Linked DNA regions of Danio rerio: all the other regions are linked to region 2. Evidence: chromatin contacts called from public Hi-C and HiChIP or PLAC-seq data. All regions are on one chromosome and are shown on one strand. The core of a region is the stretch at or near the end of the contact, and the rest is flanking DNA. Distances in the headings are between cores, read along the strand shown.

What was found. A called contact is a pair of places that touch in the nucleus more often than the background predicts. HiChIP or PLAC-seq counts read pairs in DNA pulled down with a chosen protein or histone mark.
Region 1: a contact with region 2 is called in an H3K4me3 HiChIP or PLAC-seq map of gastrula embryo, with 7 times the contacts expected there. The contact joins the promoter of perm1a here to the promoter of her9 in region 2. A contact is called at or near these places in 2 of 18 Hi-C or Micro-C datasets (embryo and hematopoietic stem cells) and 3 of 4 datasets of contacts at active chromatin or transcription factors (caudal fin, embryo and gastrula embryo).
Region 3: a Hi-C map of an unstated tissue shows a contact between it and region 2, with 2.3 times the contacts expected there. The contact joins the promoter of plekhn1 here to the promoter of her9 in region 2. A contact is called at or near these places in 1 of 18 Hi-C or Micro-C datasets (an unstated tissue) and 1 of 4 datasets of contacts at active chromatin or transcription factors (embryo).

Annotation. Positions count from the first base shown.
Region 1 is chr23:26,198,254-26,201,328 of GRCz12tu, forward strand. It overlaps perm1a (PPARGC1 and ESRR induced regulator, muscle 1a), which reads right to left and starts at 1,673. Exons shown (of 4, transcript XM_692681.8): 1 at 1,424-1,673; 2 at 1-299. The coding sequence starts at 267.
Region 2 is chr23:26,339,305-26,342,048 of GRCz12tu, forward strand. It overlaps her9 (hairy-related 9), which reads right to left and starts at 1,290. Exons shown (of 4, transcript NM_131873.1): 1 at 951-1,290; 2 at 730-825; 3 at 552-639; 4 at 1-441. The coding sequence starts at 1,058. All of the region lies in intron 3 of LOC137489184 (a long non-coding RNA gene), which reads right to left.
Region 3 is chr23:26,169,749-26,172,746 of GRCz12tu, forward strand. plekhn1 (pleckstrin homology domain containing, family N member 1) reads left to right here and starts at 1,416. Exons shown (of 16, transcript XM_692642.9): 1 at 1,416-1,629. The coding sequence starts at 1,556. All of the region lies in intron 3 of LOC141380491 (a long non-coding RNA gene), which reads right to left.

The sequences.
Region 1 (3,075 bases), core at 423-2,922, 140 kb before region 2:
GCCATACTTGCTGAGGTAATTACACACAGGTGAGCCCTCAGAGTCTGACGGGCCATCAATCTGACATTCTGGATCAGGATTTACGGATGCTGTGTCCATTGCTGGGGTCCTGCCTATAAAGCGGCAACTCATCTCATCAATGTCACTCATACCAGAATCCTCTCGGCTAGCAAGCACTGGTGAAAGCAGGTCACAGCCCTCACACTCCTGGAAAAAACAGTCCCAGTCTTGGTCTGAGATTTGTACGCTGTATTCAAAGTCATCCATTATGAGTGGATGACACACAGATAGTTCTGGATCTGTAAATGTAAAATGAATGCATCAATCAATGAATAAACATTGGTAAACATGAATAAACAGCCTTGCTAAACTCAAAAATTATGACACAAAATAGGTAAATAAAAAATAGTAAGCAGGCAGATGATGGCATGACACTGAATGATATAAAATGGCTTAATCAAATGATTATATTAGCGGAGTTCCAGGAGTTGGACTGGGCTGATAAACAGTATTATATCAAATCACAATAAAATTTGTCAATGACAATGATGAGCTCTGGACTTTTTTATTCTTTATTAATCTAAGAGCCAATCACACAGCAGAAATGTGCAACAATGGGAATGTAAAAGTGAGCTGATATTACAGATGTGCCTAATTTTCGGCCACCAAAAATGTATCGGCCTAAAATGCTATGTCATTTTTTGGACCCTCTAGGTTTCGTGGCTTCAGTCATTGTCGGGTACTCTTTTAAATCTGGAAGCATCTGGAATATTTGTTTTTATCGTTCAATATGGAAAATAATTATCGAGATTTCATTTTTGCCATATTTTTCTCTATAGGGGTTTTCTCTATTTTTACTTTGACTTCAAAGTAAAGCATGTTCCTAAATTCTGGCAATCCTTTAGTACGTTCAACTTAAATCTATTAAACCAATATTTTTTCAGAAACAAATTGCACTGAAGCTTAAAAATATAACACAAACAACTGATCATGAGCAAAAAAATACAGAAAAATATACTATATAATATATGCTAACAGAATAATCCATATTTAATTATTTACATACATTATTTATAAAAAAAGTAAAATTCATTATTTTATACAGTATTTTGCTATAAGATTTATTGTAATATTAAATAACAATGTGATAAAATCTAAAGACTCCATTCAATCTGTTTTATGAGCTCAGATGTAATCAGAACACACATAATTGAAGATAATACAAATTCAAACCTTAGAATATTGTAGAAACTATATTAAACAAGTGCATGTTAATGATCAAAATTAATCACAAACTAAGTCACTGGTAAAGCTGCATGCATGGAGAGCGAAGTATGCAAAATCCACATTCATTCGTTTATACATTCTTCTTTGGTATGCACACTAATATTAAACTAATACTAAGAAGAAATGCATACAGTACCTGTTCAACAGTGTGAACGTGTAGAAATCCCAGGGAAGTTACACTTTCACACCACTTCAGTGGTTTGAGGCATATTAAATGCCCTCTGGAGTGTGTCCTTCTGAGTAAGAGCGCTACACCGCAGGCCCTACGATTTGTTATATATATAGAACAGCCGTTACACATCACGTAATACACGTACTACTCTCCATCTCTCTCACTGACACCTTCCACCAGACAAATGTGTACACTGAAAGGCCAGCAGCTTTGTGTTTGGCAGGCCTTTGCTAAAAATCTGAAACTACTGTTGCTATGCTAGTTTTGTTTGCTGTAGAAATCACTGCATATTCTTCCAGAAGTATGAGTGGTTGTGTAAAATGTGTCAAAGAAAGAAATAAAGGCAGGATGGATACATTTTTAGACCCTTCTCTATTAGTTATAGAGATAGTTGTTATAGAGATCAGCTCTATTTGGAATACATAAACTGTCTTCCAACAAAAATCATGTTTTGTCAAAAGTCATCGAACACTGATGTTTAGTTTCAACTTTGAAATAAATTGAACCAAAAAAGTAACAGTATGTCCTTTTCTGTGCAATTTATTTTTATATTCAAACTGAACATCATCATTAAAGATTCAATGGACCCTTTTCACATTTCCGGGTTTCTCAGTAGCAGAAGTCGTCGTACTTGGGTAAACTTTGAACACAGTGAATCGGAGAGTGCAACAAATATATATATTTTTACAATCCTATTTGCTGAAATCATTAAAAAAAAATGCCACATTGGTGTTATCAAGCCTTTCAGAAAAATGATGACTTCAGCCAGAGGACAGAATAACCTCAAATTTACACTCTGAATTAATGAGTTATGCTGAATTAGAAAAATCTTGCATAAGTGGTCATTTGTTTTGGTAATTTGACACAAATATGATATAGTACCTTCATAAATCATATAAATGTTTATATGTTTTTTTTTAAATCGAAATATTAAAAACTTTTAATGATTAAAGATTATGATGACCGTTAAACACGTCATAACAGTCTTGTGAAAACGGTCCATTAATTTACAAAATTTTTTCGATTAATGAATATTTTCAATTGTTGTAATTGAAAATCAGGGTTTTTCCACCTCATTTTAATTTTGTAACTCTTCTGAGGTTAAAATGTTGATATTGTGTTGTCTAAAAATAAAAAATAAAAACATGCCTAAAACATAATATCTCTTGTGAAATGACACTTTTATTTTACATTTATGACCCTGTGATTCATTTGTGAACTTTAACTTTGTGTCTTATGCTGCATGTATTGTACTGTATGGTTTTGTCAGTATTGTCAAAATTAAAGATTTGATATTAAGCCACAAATTTGAATAGTAAGTAAAGAACATGCTCCATGAAGACATTTAGTAAATTTCCTACTGTAAATATACAAACATTTTTTTTTATAAATAATGTGCATCACTAAGCATTCCATTTAAATCCTCCATTTCCATTTTATCTTGGCCAAACATTGTCTTATCCTAACAAAGTATACCTCAATCGAAAGCTATTTATTCAGATTTCAAACTATTTATTCAGACACTTTTGCCCAGATAGCAAAATTCATGTGGCTCAAATCCAGCCCACACCAAACACTTACATCCAGCCCACATACCACATGGAATGATTGCACTT
Region 2 (2,744 bases), core at 40-2,539:
TGGCGTTGACAGTTACTGGAACGCTTGCGTTTGCGTACAAGGGAATGACTGGAGTTGTAGCAGAAGCAAACGCTGGGTTGGGGATAAGAAAAGCAAACTGTCCGTCCGTGGCTGGCACCAGCTGGAATCCTCCAAAGACTTTTGGTGAGACCGCTTCTGAAGGACTGAGTTTGGAACCCATTGAGGCGCCGTTGATGGGTAACGTTGAAGGAAGCTGCACGTGAAGAGGCTGAGCCAAATGAGCCTGTTGAGCGGGGGCAGGCTGAGGGTAGTTCATGGCCATCATCTGTCCCATACAACCGGACAGGTGGTTAAGAAGTCGCGATCTGACCTCTGTATTCACTCCCTCGCAGGTAGAGAGAAATCGAGTCACCTCGTTCATGCACTCGTTGAATCCTGCGCGGTACTTGCTGAGGACGTTTGTGTCAGCTGACAAGGCTGCTGGTAAACAAAGATAAAACGTATTTAGATTGTGTATTCAGGAAATTAAATTGCGTTTTTAAAAGCACGTTAAAAGTTTATCATCTTGAGGAATCTGACTTGCAACTTACCGCTCATCTGAACACGTTGTAAATTGCGCAGGTGCTTGACTGTCATCTCCAGAATATCAGCTTTCTCCAATTTAGAGTGTCTGGAGCTCTGTGAATGAGCAGAATTCGGTTAGAAACTGTTTCAGAATTACTAACGTCGGGTGACTGAAGCATGACAAGAGTTGTAGATAAAACTTACATCTTTTTTAAGAGCATCAAGAATGAGAGTCTTCAGCTGCCCAAGGCTCTCGTTGATTCTCGCTCTGCGGCGCTTTTCCATGATTGGCTTTGAAGACTGCAGATGAAATGGAAAATTAATTAATTTACGTAATTAAAAGACATTCTCTCTTTTTTTAGAATAACTGATGCAGCTGTCATTCTTCTAAAACAATATGCAATCGCATTATAAGTGATTTTTACCTTTCTATGCTCGCTGGCATTCTTTGGCTTGTCAGGAGTATGAGATCCACTGGCAGGGGCACCAGCAATAGGTGATGCTGTCTGCTTCTCCATATTATCGGCTGGCATGATCAAACACCAAAGTTGAGTCCGGTAGAAGCCAAAAAGTGAATATATTCCGTGTGTGGTTTAAAAAAAAACAACAGGAACGGGCTCTTAGGATTAGATGCGGAACGTAGCCAAGATCTCGGGACGATCACGAGAGAGAGTGTGAGTCCCTCTTATCAGCTTTATGACTTATAGTCGGGAGGCTGTCATATGAGGACACGAGCGTGTGTGTGGCGCAGCGCTTCAGAGGGCAAGTCGAATCTCCCACTGCCACACGCCAGCGGTATTTATAGATAGATCGCATGCTCCCAGTTCGTGTGAAACCCTCTCTGCATTCTTTCCCACACTCGCTTCAGCCAATAGGCGCGCGGACTCACCCATTGGGCGCGGGCAGACTGCTGATTGGACAACACCCCCGCGGGCTGTCAGTCACGCGCTGCTCAATCAGCCCTGGAGGGACAAACAACAAAGAGGCGAGTGCAGTCGGCCTGGCTGTGAAGTGATAAGGGGAATTGGGGGAATACTCTTGCTGTTTGCCACCAACGTTTTTTTTTCAGAGCTGAATCACGTATTTCTGCATTCACATACTGCGCGGCCAACATTCCTGCACACTTCATTTCGGAAAAAGGAAAACTAATAAATAATGATCTGTTTATCAAAATTAGGCCTATATATCTATAAAACGTCGGAGAACATGTTACTTATTTTATTAGGATATTGAATCTCTCTACATTTCAATTGCATAATAAATATTTAAAAAAAATATTGCAAACTGCCATTTGCTATAAGAAAGTTTGGACACTTATTAGACTTCTTGCATACTTAATATTGCAATGTATATTATTCTAACTATTGATGATATTCAGGGACACATGGACAAGCATAGCCAATCTTTTATTATTATTATTATTATTATTTACATTATGCATAATAATAAAAGTTCAAATCCAATCACTACAGAAAGAAAATAAGACTGAAAAAACTTGAAGGATCTAGTTGCGCTTCAAAGAAGCAAACAGCTGTACAGGCACGCGAGGCGGTTCGAAGCAGCACGCAGGAAACCAATGGGAAGCTCGCCGCTTTATGCAAATCTAGCAAAGCTTCGCCTTATTGGCTGGGTGAAGATCTTACGCGTCAATCATTCCAGCAGTGCAGAAGGCAGAGAGCGCGCGGGGGAGGCGTTGCTACATCTGTCCGCGTGCCAGCCAGTCTGCGCGCCCGCTCACTGCACCGCTGCGTCCCTTGAGCACGTGCCGCTGCTAAACTCGCAGGCTGCGGGCTACAGCGAGCAAAGTCGCCGCTGCTTTTATTCTTGACGAATTATGAACTCATGTTTGTTCTTTTTGAAATTCGGCTTGTTTTTTTTTCTGTTCATGTTTGTTGGCGTGTTTAAAGAGGCTTAAGAAATTGCAATAAATGAAACACATAATAACACAGTTTAACATTTTTGCACGTTTATATAAATATAAAAGCCATGAATGAAATGCATGAAACACCAATTTCCAACTATGCCTATGCATTTTGCAAATTTTATAAAACCTTTTTCGAGTTCTGTAATGGGCTATTTTCATTATAGTATTTTATTTCCAACATTTTAAGAATGGTAAAATGTACATGCATTTAAAATGTATTAACTCATATGAAGTAGAAACACTTCAAAGCAAAAATACTACTCAACAGAGTTGTAAATTATTTAAAAAGCGCAAT
Region 3 (2,998 bases), core at 166-2,665, 170 kb before region 2:
ATATATATATATATATATATATATATATATATATATATATATATATATATATATATATATAGTTAAAGTCAGTTTTTTAACCAATTTGTATTTACTAAAGAAATTTTTCTCAACACATCTCTAAAGATATCTTTGCTATGATGACAGTAAACAATATTCTATTAAATATTTTATAAGGCAGCTTGAAGTGACATTTAAAGGTTTAACTAGGTTAATTAGGTTAACTAGGCAGGTAAAAATCGAAAAAAAATACAGCTTAAAGGGGCTAATAATGTTGACCTTAAAATGGACACACACACACACACACACACACACACACACACACACACACACACACACACACACACACACACACACACACGCACGCACACGCACACACACACACACACACACACACACTTAAAATCAGAAATATTAGCCCCCCCTTTGATTTTTTTTTTATAATTCCAACTTCAACTTTATGTATGTTTATTACATGCTCCATTTAAAGTTTATATTGTATTTGATGGAATATGTTTATGAATGTCGATTTTGCAAGTAGTTCAATTAGTATTATTCATTTAACCTTAAAAACTATTAACTTTTTTCTGCTCTTAAAAAAAAAAAGGGTAAATAATTTTGAGATTTATTAACTGTCATATATTTACACAGCTGGAAAAGTAAATAATAGTCCTCATCCATATTTTTTTATTTATGTAAATTCATAATTATAATTATATTAATTTTTAAGTTCTATTTATAAAACAAATGTATGATTTTTTACCCAACAAAAAAACGAGTTAATATCTCTAATATAATTATTAACTAAAAAATTCTCACTTATAAAATTTAAAACACTATGAACTATTTTAGTTTATTTTATTTCTTACAGAAATTATTCACCACACAGACTTTAGTTTCTAGCATCATTCGTTATTTTAGTGGCTAAATAAAAATAAATAATACTATTGTGAATATACTAACAATACAAATTATTTTTATACTTTTATTTGCATAATTTTTAGTGTTCCTGAACTTTTCAAATTGCACAAATAACAAATTTCCAGCCATCTTAAGTGAATTACTAACAGTAAATCAGGTGTCTAAATAAAACAATCATCCTGTAATAAGTATTGAGAGTCAGACCATGTCCAGACATGTTGCTGTGACCTCTTAAATGACACCATCAGGCTTCATTCATTCAACCCTTAATGCTTCATCAAAGTGCACAAAACATTCAAATCAGTGCCATTTGCTTCTAAAAGGTGTGAAAAAGCACACGTTGCCCTTTGTCATCAGGGCTTCATTTAGTGAGTGGATCTCACGCTGAAGGTGTGAACTTCGTGGCTCAGTCCCGTCCCGTCCTCTCCTTTAAATCTCCACCCACACACACTCGCTCTCCCCCTCATACACTCCTGCTCACGGTCTGCTGTTTCAGTATCAGTCTGGTCTCTGTGCTGAACACTTACTCATTCACTTGGCTCCTGGGAGGTTGGATTACAACTATTGATCTTGCAGACAAAAACACCCGGACTCTCTCATCCAGGAGCTATACACACACTAAACCAGGATCAACATGGGGAGTAGTATGTCATGCGTCCCCCAACACAACTTCAGGTTCTCCAGCAAGAGCTTTATACGCAGGAACAGGTAAAAAAACAACAACAAAGTTTTGAAAGTATGAATGTAATTCAGACTAAAGGAATCTCACGTAAACGGTTGATTTAATGTTCAGTTTAAAATGTAATAATTAAAGATAATTAATATTATAGGTCATTCTGTCAAAGTTCAAAACGGACGTTTTTGCTTGCTTTTATTTTGAAAATGTTAGCAGACAAGTTTATATTCTAAGAAAATTACCCTTAAGTTTTGAATATATAAATATATATATAGTATATTACGGTTATTAAGTTTTGATATTGTAAAGAACAAACAATATATTATGTTTAAAGGATGTTTTTCATTCGTAAAACATTTTTTTAATTACTGTAAGAATGTTTTCTTAGATGCTTTTTCTAATATTCTCAATCAGCTGTCTCAATTCTCTATTCTCAATCTTCAAAAAACATACATTTGTTTCAAGAAAACTTAGGTTGTATGAGAAAATGGTTATATTTAAAGTGTTGTCCTTACATTTCGACAAGTTTATACTCTAAGAATATTTTCCTATTGTTTTGATTATAATATATATATATATATATATATATATATATATATATATATATATATATATATATATATATATATATATATATATATATATACATACAGTAAATTAGGTGTCTATATATAAAAATAGTTAATTAAGTTTTGATCATGTCATAAACAATAATATATTATGTTTTAAGGATGTTTTTCATTGGTAAAACATTTTTTTAAAGTTGAAGTAATGAGGTATTTAATGAACTCATCAGTTCAAAACTCTTTTCAAATGAGTAAAATTACTTTCAGTAAATTTTTTGTTAAATACACTTATTTCATTTGATCAAGTTGACTGCTGGGTTTTACATTGTTCGAAATAGTCAAAAACATACATTTATATTGTGAGGAAATTTAGGTTGTATGAAAAAAGGTTATAATCGAAATGTCGTCTTTACAATTTGATTATGTTTTGAAAAAATATATATTTTAAAAACTTTTAAAACATAAAAAAACAAAAGTTAAGTGTTAAGAAAACTTTCTAAGAACATAAACATATAAATTACACTATCATTCTGTGAATATTTATCTTCTTAATTAAATTGCTGAGTAACATTCATTCCTGAGGATGCTTAAATAGGAAATTAGACAAAGTTACTGATTAAAAGTAATTTTCTGTATAGGACAGAAGCTGTTAGGATAAAGGTTGTTTAATGGTTTGAATTTAGCGGTGTAATGATGCTGCCTGTAAATCTCATTAACTCAGTGTCAGGATCTCACTTCACATACATTCGTCTGCTGATAGAATTCACCAGTGTAATGAAGTTAGATCTATTTCTATTTCCAGCGTAGCCTTCAGGGCAGGGAAGAGCTCTCAGGT